Linked DNA regions of Macaca mulatta: region 2 is linked to region 1. The links are chromatin contacts, called in public Hi-C maps. All regions are on one chromosome and are shown on one strand. The core of a region is the stretch at or near the end of the contact, and the rest is flanking DNA. Distances in the headings are between cores, read along the strand shown. Region 1 holds the start of KCNN3 (potassium calcium-activated channel subfamily N member 3). Region 2 holds the start of CHRNB2 (cholinergic receptor nicotinic beta 2 subunit).

The links. A called contact is a pair of places that touch in the nucleus more often than the background predicts.
Region 2: a Hi-C map of blood shows a contact between it and region 1, with 2.4 times the contacts expected there. The contact joins the promoter of CHRNB2 here to the promoter of KCNN3 in region 1. A contact is called at or near these places in 6 of 14 Hi-C or Micro-C datasets (CD4 T cells, blood, cortical neurons and 3 more).

Annotation. Positions count from the first base shown.
Region 1 is chr1:112,137,403-112,141,675 of T2T-MMU8v2.0, reverse strand. It overlaps KCNN3 (potassium calcium-activated channel subfamily N member 3), which reads right to left and starts at 2,191. Exons shown (of 9, transcript XM_077945287.1): 1 at 931-2,191. The coding sequence starts at 1,872.
Region 2 is chr1:112,433,511-112,437,860 of T2T-MMU8v2.0, reverse strand. CHRNB2 (cholinergic receptor nicotinic beta 2 subunit) reads left to right here and starts at 1,788. Exons shown (of 6, transcript NM_001265649.2): 1 at 1,788-1,890; 2 at 3,239-3,384; 3 at 3,569-3,613; 4 at 4,035-4,144. The coding sequence starts at 1,827.

The DNA of each region.
Region 1 (4,273 bases), core at 942-3,441:
CACACTCATCTTTATTTATCCCAAGGAGAAGGAGTTGAGGTGGGAGGGGAGAACTGGGGCTGAGCTGGGGCGCGGGCTCGCGGGGACCGCCTGGCAAGCCCTGTCATCCCATCCCAAGGAGAGGTGCTCCCCCAGCTGATGCCAAGGCGGCGCCCAGCTGCTCTGCCCAGGTAACACCTGTAGCCATTTTATCAGGAGATGTTTACAAAGCAGCAGCAGGTTTATTCTGAGTCCTCTCTCCTGAGGGAAAGGACCACTGATTTCCTCCACCTATATTTTTACCCCATGCCCTCAGGAGACACAGGTCATGAATGGTTTTCTGTTTTGCCTGAGTGTTTCTGAGAAGAGGAGGGAAACAGAAACTTGGGAAGAGAGGAAGAAGACAGGGAGAGAAGGGACTTGGGCAATGGTATGGAATCCCCACCCCCCACCCAGACATTTATTTCTTTTTTATCCTCAGGCAAATGGAGTGGAGCAGGGAGGGGAGGAAAGAAGGGGAAGTCGCAGGAACTGGCAAACACATCAAGGCGGAGTGTAATTAATTGGTGCGTTAAGCTGCTGGGTTATGCTTTAGTACCAGTGAGCCAGGAGGAAAAGGGATTTCTCAGAAGGGATTATTTAATCCTCCCTAACAGAAAGTCTGCAAATTAGACACAGTGTGTGGGGATGTCCCCTACCCCCCAAAGGAAGCGAGGAATGAATTCTCCCGGGATCAAGAAGGAAAACCACGGGAAGTTAGAGTGTTCAATATAACTGAGCAAGCGCCTCTCACCACCACCACCACCTCTCTCTCCCAGTCTCCCTCCCAATCTCTCTCAATCTCTCTCTCTCTCTCTCAATCTCTCTCTTTCAATCCCCCTCTCTCAATCCCTCTCTTGCTACCTACATATTCCTTTTGTTCAAGGTATAAAGAGAAACCACAGCCCCTACCTTTGAGTACAAACCCCAAGAGAGCTCGGTCTCTATCACCATAACAACAATTCCAAACATCCCAAAAATCAGAGCATAGTCACTCAGTCGCTTTCTCTTTTCAAACAGGGCCCTCCTGTGTCCCAGCTTATAGCCAATGTTTTGGTTTTTCCGCTTGTTGGCTTTGGGGAAGGTGGTGCTGCTGGCGGTGGTGCCGGCATGCTGGTGGTTGTGGGTGGCATTAGGGTGATGGAGCAGGGTCTGGTGGGCATGGTTGTCCTCCCGGGAGGAGATGACGATCTCCGGGGGGTTGCTAGGACTGAAAAGCTGGAGGGGTTGGCCCTCAGTCTCCGCCTCGATGAGGTTCCTCCGGGAGGCGCTGAGGCGGCTGAGGGGCTTCATGACCCCACCGCTATACTTGCAGGAGCTCATGGCGATCTCCGTGAAGGGGTTGCTGTCCCGCCGGTGCACCAGGGGGCTGGCCTGCCGGTGCCGGCTGCCTCCGCCAGGCCCACTTGTAGCTGTGGAACTTGGAGAGTGGCCAAGCAAGTGGTCATTGAGATTGAGCTGGCTGCCTTGCCTGGAGGAAGGGTGGAGGATGGCGGTGGAGTTGGACGAAGGGGGGGGCCTGAAAGCGGTGGGAGAGGAGTGCAGCAGGCCAGGGTGGACGGGCTGGCTCTGGAGTTGGGCGAGCTGAGACAGGGGATGCGGTGGCTGCTGCTGCTGCTGCTGCTGCTGCTGCTGCTGCTGCTGCTGCTGCTGCTGCTGAAGCTGCGGAGGCTGAGGCTGCAGCGAGGGTCCCAGGGGCTGCTGGGGGGCTGCTGGTGGCGCTGGCGGTGGTGGCTGCTGCTGCTGCTGTTGCTGCTGCTGCTGCTGCTCATCCCCAGAGGATGGACAGGGGCACTTGGGGTCTTCATCCAGGTCCCCCACCCCAGAGTCATGGAAGTGCCCAGAAGTGTCCATCTTGGGGCCTGGCTGTATTCCCTGCAGCACAAGCCCCCACCCCAAAGCCACCCTCGCTCCAAAGATGTCCTCAAAGAAAGCCAGGCATCCAATCTCCCCCACCAGTGTCTTGGCTCCAGTCCTCTCTCTTTGGCTTGCTTCGGTTCTCTGGGGCTGCCTGGAGTCCAGACGCTGCCACTCAAGAATGCATTGTATTGGGCAGGGAGGGAGAGCAGGAGGGGAGCTTGGAGAAAGAAGAGGGGGTGAAAGAACTCTCCCAGGAGGTGGTCCTCTAGGAGCGTGTGAGGCCAGGATCAGCTTCACTCCTCGCTGGCTCAATAGCTTCGCTCGCCTCCTCCTGCCACTGTTACATTGTAAGCCAAGCCCACTTATTAGCAGCTGGTCTCATTGGCTTGGCTTAACTCTCCAACCTCCTCCTAGCTCCGCCCCCCGCATAGGCTCCTCCCCAGAGGAGGGGCCTGGCGTCCTCGTCTCCGGCCCCAGTGGCTGCGCAGCGAGGGCTGGGAACTGTAGTTTTTGCTCCCCGACCCCGGAGCTGAGCCACTGTCCTCTTTCCTCTGACAGGTATGGCCACAACCCGCAAGCCCACGGCGATAAGGGATGTTCGCTCACGCTGGGCGATGGGGAGGAGGGACAGAAGGCCTCCGAAGGAAGGGAGGTGTGCACCCTGATGAGGGGGCAGACGGAGGGGAAGGCAAACATTTATTAACCACCAGGGTTTACGATAGGTTGTTTCACATATATTATCCGGATACATTCTTCAAACACCCAAGGAGGTGGGCAGTATGGTCTCATTTACAAAGCCTCATGCTTAGAGATGTTGAGTAACAACGTCAAGGTCACAGAAGCAGGGGGGATCCACGCCTCCTAACACTGGGTGGATAAACTCACCTACCATTGATTGAGTGCCTACGCCGCGTGTTCAGGCACCTCTCTGTTATTTCCAACCCTCACATCAACCCCACGAAAATGATGTCATCACTCTCCTTTTACAGATGAAAATTGGAAGAAGAAGAAGGAGGAGGAGGAGGAGAAGAAGGAGAGAAAGGAAAGGGGAAAAAACACTCAAACACTCAAACATAGATACGTAACTTGTCAGATGTCACCCCGCTTGTAATTAAAGGTGCTGGGATTTGAACTTAGTCAGTCTGACCCTACAGATCCTATACTGTCTCCCAGGATGCATTTCCACTATGATACTCAGTACAAAGTGGTTGTTCAATAAATATTGTTCAAATGTTGGATAGGGGAAAAACCAGAGAAGCTGCTGAGGAAGAACTGGCCTCTCCAAAGCAGGGTGTGTGAAGCGGACCATGGCTCCAGCCCTTTCCCTAACAGCTGGGCATGGAGTCACAGGGCGATCTGGCAGGAAGACTGAAGATCCCCCCCCCCATGGTCGTTCCCTGCCTGATTTGTCCCATGGGGCTCTGAGAGTCAGAGCTAGGAACAGCTGCTGGCTTCCCAGGTTCAGCATCATCATCAAGTATTTATTAAGCTCCCACTGTGTGCAGAGGGGGTTCCAAAGGATGGGACCAGAGCTGAATTCATTTTCATTTCTAACCACAGCAGCATTAGGAATCAGAAAGGAAGTCACCAAGAGGGAATTCCCCAGCACACCTGGGGTTTTAAAAGGCAGGCCTCTTCCTCTCTGGCTCTTGATTCCCCATCACCCTTTGGCCTCTGTGCAGCTCCCTCCCTAGATGGGAAGAGGAAAGGGTAGGAGATCCATGCACACATACACAGACACACACTCAGAAAACATGTAAGCAAGTGGACACACATGCACGTGTGTACATGGTTGTGTGCACACACTAGCCCATGCACACACACATGCACACATATACACATAGGAAACTTCTAAAGCAGCTCTCCTGACTGGTAAGCAGCAAGTGTCCAGGTCAGGGAGGGACAGAGCTCCCCCCAGATGAGCCCAGAGTCCCCTCTGTATATCAGTTCTCACCTCTTCAATCCCCCATTAACCCTGAGATTGAGAGCCAAATATTACTTGTAATACAAGCCACAACCCCAGATACCTGACAATTGCTCTTGCACAATAATCTTGATTCTGGTCAGGCGTGGTGGCTCATGCTTATAATCCCAGCACTTTGGGAGCCCAAGGCATGAGGATTGATTGAAGCCAGGAGTTCAAGACCAGCCTGGACAACATAGCAAAACCCAGACACTACAAAAATTTTTAAATTAGCTGGACATGGTGGCGAGTGCCTGTAGTCCAGCTACCCAGGAGGCTGAGGGAGGAGGACTGCTTGAGCCCAAGAGTTTGAGGCTACAGTGAGCTGTGATAGTGCCACCACATTTCAGCCCAGGTGGCAGAGCATTACCCTGTCTCTAAAAAAAAATAAAATATAAAATAATAATCTTGATTCTTATTATTATCAATGAC
Region 2 (4,350 bases), core at 539-3,038, 300 kb before region 1:
TTATTTGTTTAGTTTTTGAAATGGGGTCTTGCTTCATTGCCCAGGCTGGAGTGCAGTGGCGCCATCACACCCCAACCTGCAGCCCCGACCTCCCTGGCTGAAGTGATCTTCCTACCTCAGCTTCTCGAGTAGCTGGGACTATAGGCACACACCATCATGCCCGACTAATTTTTAAACTTTTTGTACACACATGATCCCATTATGTTGCCCAGGCTGGTTTCAAATGCCTGTGCTCAAGTGATCCTTCTGCCTCAGCCTTAGAAAGTGCTGAGATTATGGGCTTGAGTCACCTCTCCTGGCCCCTAGCTGAGCTTTTAGAAAGGAATTTTCCCTACACATTAAAAAGTGTCAGTCCAGTACTAGCCCTTTTCCTTACCTGTTGAGCCCTTAGGGACTGTGTTGATTCATAATCTAGAGAGGCAGCCACTGCCTCAGGTGGATTCATTTATTCATTGGATATGCTCTGGAAACATATAACAAGGTATCTGATCTAGTCCTTGGTCAAGCGCAGCTTCCTTGAGGAATTGACATTCCTGCCAAATGCTCAAAGTTAAGTAGAAGGTGATTAGGGGGAACATGGGTTATAAAAGAGCCAAAGAGAGCTATGCATTTAAGTCCCTGAAGTGTGGGGGATGGCACGGATAAAATGTTCAAGGATCCTGAAGACCTTGCCAATAGTTGGAATGTGGAGCTGCGGGTGGAGTGACCCAGATGAGGTTGAAGTAAGCAGGGACAGAACAGGACAGAGCCTTGCTGTATGATAAGTCTGCGTTAGGAATATTTTGGTTGAAAGTGACAACAAACCCACTGAAGGAAAAAGAGGGGCTAAGAGTTCAGGATTCTCATCCTTGGTCTCCTTTGTGTTAGCTTCTCTCTTGGTCAGGCCTCTGTGAGTGGTCTCTGATCTCCCTAGTCACACAGAAGCCAACAGCTAGAGTCAAGAGAAGGGGGTGAGGAAGGCCGATGAATAGGGGCTATTCATCTTTCCACTCTTACCCTCAAGGCTACCTTCTTTGCAGGCAAGTCTAGACCTCCTCAGTGGGTGGGCAGGAAGCTTAGCCTTTTAGGGACTTCAGGGAAGTAGAGAAGGGGACAAGTGAGGGGATGCTGTTCCAAGACTCCAAAGCCGTTTGCTTTCTTAAAAATAGCAAACCCACAGTCCCCTATCTCTTTAAGGGCCTAAACGCATTTTCTCTGCTGTATCCTCAGCCTCCCTGGGGAGCAGGATCATTTGGGTTTGGTAAGCGAAAAAAGGAGGCCGAAAACTCCTCCTGTCTCCCGACCCTCGTTCTGGCCCTCTGGCCCTCAGTACTAAGCAGGCCCTGACCCACTCGTCTTACTCCTGCTGCCGCTTCCCGGCGGGTCTCGCGTCCCTTCTCCGACCACTCTCCAGGTCCTGCCCCAACTTTAGGACTTCAGAACTCCTCCACCGTGCCGTGGAGGGACAGCCCTTCTTCTACCTCACCCACACCCTACCCGGGCAGAACCAATCGAAGACTATCCCACCCAGGGACCCCCCTTTTTTTTTCTGGGAACCAGCGTTTCCGCCTCCGGGGCGCAGACTCCTCCCCCTCACGGTCCCAATTGTATTCCCTGGAAGAGCAGCCGGAAAAGCCTCCGCCTGCTCAGACCGGGATAGGCGAGAAGCTGGTTTCTCCTCGCAGCCGGCTCCCTGAGCCTCAGGAACCACCGCGGCGCCCGGCACCACCTGGGCCCAGCTCCAGGCGGGCGCGGCTTCAGCACCACGGACAGCGCCCCGCCCGCGGCCCTCCCTCCGGCGGCGCGCTCCAGCCGGTGTAGGCGAGGTAGCGAGCTATGCCCGCGGCATGGCCCGGCGCTGCGGCCCCGTGGCGCTGCTCCTTGGCTTCGGCCTCCTCCGGCTGTGCTCAGGTAAGGGAAAGACGGGCACTGGCCAGGTTCTCCTACCCCAGCCAACGGCCCAAGACTCGGCGTGCTCTGACTCACCCCTGCTAGGCCGGAAGGTGGAAGAAGGGATTCCCTAGAGGTGGGAGAGTCTGCTGGGGGTTAGGGGAGAACCCCCGGGACTGCAGAGAGCACCTGGGAGGCTGCACTGGGAAGGAGACAATACTCGAAGGAGTAAGTGAAGCAAAAAAGAGATGGAAACCTGGCCAGCGGTGGTAGGGGTGGTGCAGGCACAGAGAGCAAGGAGGCAGGGGATCTCCCTAGGTGTTCTGGGGTGGCAGGAGGGCCGGCTCTGAGGGCGCTAAGATGCCATCTGACTTTTTGTGAATCATTATCTCAAGAAAGGTACCTGGTCCAGCACCCCTCCCTGGGCTCCCCATCGGTTCCCATCCCCCCCATTGGGCTCCAGTTTCTCGTCACCCCACAGGGGCAGAGAAGGGGAGAGAAAGGAATGGACTTTTCAACCCTCTTGTAGGGTGGGACAGGAGACTTGGAAGGGAAGAAGCTCTGCCAGGCTGAGGACTAGGAAGGAACTCTGAGGGGATGGGAAGGGGTGTGTTCGCGCAGAGTTGCAGAGGGGGATGCACTGTGGGGAGGGCAGGCACGAAAGGAATGCACAACCGAATGAGCTTTCCACACCTACAGGCCACCTCTGGGGGTGGGCTGCTGTGTGTGTGAAACTTGGGGCTAGATATATGCCTGACCCACAGCTTAGGCAGCCCAGCTATTCCACTCCAACTCAGTGCCTTTAGGGAGAGGGGAGGATGGCGTCGTGACCACAGTCACGTGTCATTATGTGAGGCACATAATGCCATTTGCACATGTAAATGGTGAACGGGAACAGTTATTTGTGTCCCACCACACATATGCTTTCTCCTCAATCAGCAGGAGAAAGGGCATGTGTTGTGGGACACAAATAACTGGGACAAATAACTGTTCTCTTTCACCGCCCTGCAAAACCTCCCTTGAGTCATAGGTATTTGCTGGGGAAACCATGGAAGCAGAAATCTCAAACTGCCCTCTGAGACTTTGGGGGAAGAGCTGGTCTCCACGAATCTTTGCAGAGTGGGTTCTTAGTCTCAAGGCATCTCTGTTGGGCTGTCTGGACTCCTTGGTCAGTGGTCTCAGAGAGGGGCTTTTCTACGAAGACATTAATCTGGGGCTTCCCTGGGGGTAATCTAAGCATTTTGCAGTATCCTTAGGGACGTAGGCAGATACTGGTTGGGCCTGGATTGTTCCATTTGCCCGGGGAGGGTGGGATGTTGGATGGGTTCTCCTTGCCTGCTTACTTTCTTCCTGCCTTTCCCCTGCCCAGGGGTGTGGGGTACAGACACAGAGGAGCGGCTGGTGGAGCATCTCCTGGATCCTTCCCGCTACAACAAGCTTATCCGCCCAGCCACCAATGGCTCTGAGCTGGTCACAGTACAGCTCATGGTATCACTGGCCCAGCTCATCAGTGTGGTGAGTGGGGGTCCCAGACTCTCTGCCCAGCTACTGAAGTCAGCCCCGCCAAAATGTGTTAATGCTGGTGTGCTTCCTCCTCTGGTGTTTCCAAGGCTTGGGGAGGTGTGAGAGGGACCCTGGGTGGTGGCAGTGAGCCCACAGGCTGAGGGGCCTTCTCGGCAGCCTCTCTTCCTCCCTGCAGCATGAGCGGGAGCAGATCATGACCACCAATGTCTGGCTGACCCAGGTAAGCATAAGTGCTCTCTTCTACCCACACCCCTGGCCTTCTGTCTCCTCCTTTTCCCCCATGTGCTTTTTTCTTTCTTAATCTCTCAAAAGAGGCAGAAAGGTATAGAGTTTGGAGTCCTAAATAATTGGATTTGAATCATGGCACTCACCAGCTTTGTGACTTTAAACATATTAAACTCTCCAAGATTCATTTTCTCATTTGTAAATGTAGATTCTAATACTGTACTTTGGCCTAGCTGTGCAAATTAAATGAGAAAGTACCATATGAGCTACACTTGATGGGCAGAGAAGTCACTGTGGGGAAGAGGCTGGCTTTTAAAAGCTCCCTCAAGCCATATGGGCCCCCTCTAGTTCATTTCCTTAACCTTGAGCCCCTCCCAGGGCAGAAGTTGGTACTGCCTCCCTCTCTCATTTCCCAGGAGTGGGAAGATTATCGCCTCACCTGGAAACCTGAAGAGTTTGACAATATGAAGAAAGTTCGGCTCCCTTCCAAACACATCTGGCTCCCAGATGTGGTCCTGTACAACAAGTAGGAGCAATGGGAAGGTTGGGGGAGAGATTGGAGGGCTCAGGGAGGGAAGGGGTTATGGGGAAAATAAGAGAAATTAACTTATGCTGTGGGAGGGGAGGGACTTGTAATAGATATACAGTCACTACCTAGACAGACAGACCCAGACCAGTGAGGTACAGTGTGGACAGCCAAGGTGACCTGGGCAGTGACCAGCCCACTCCCAG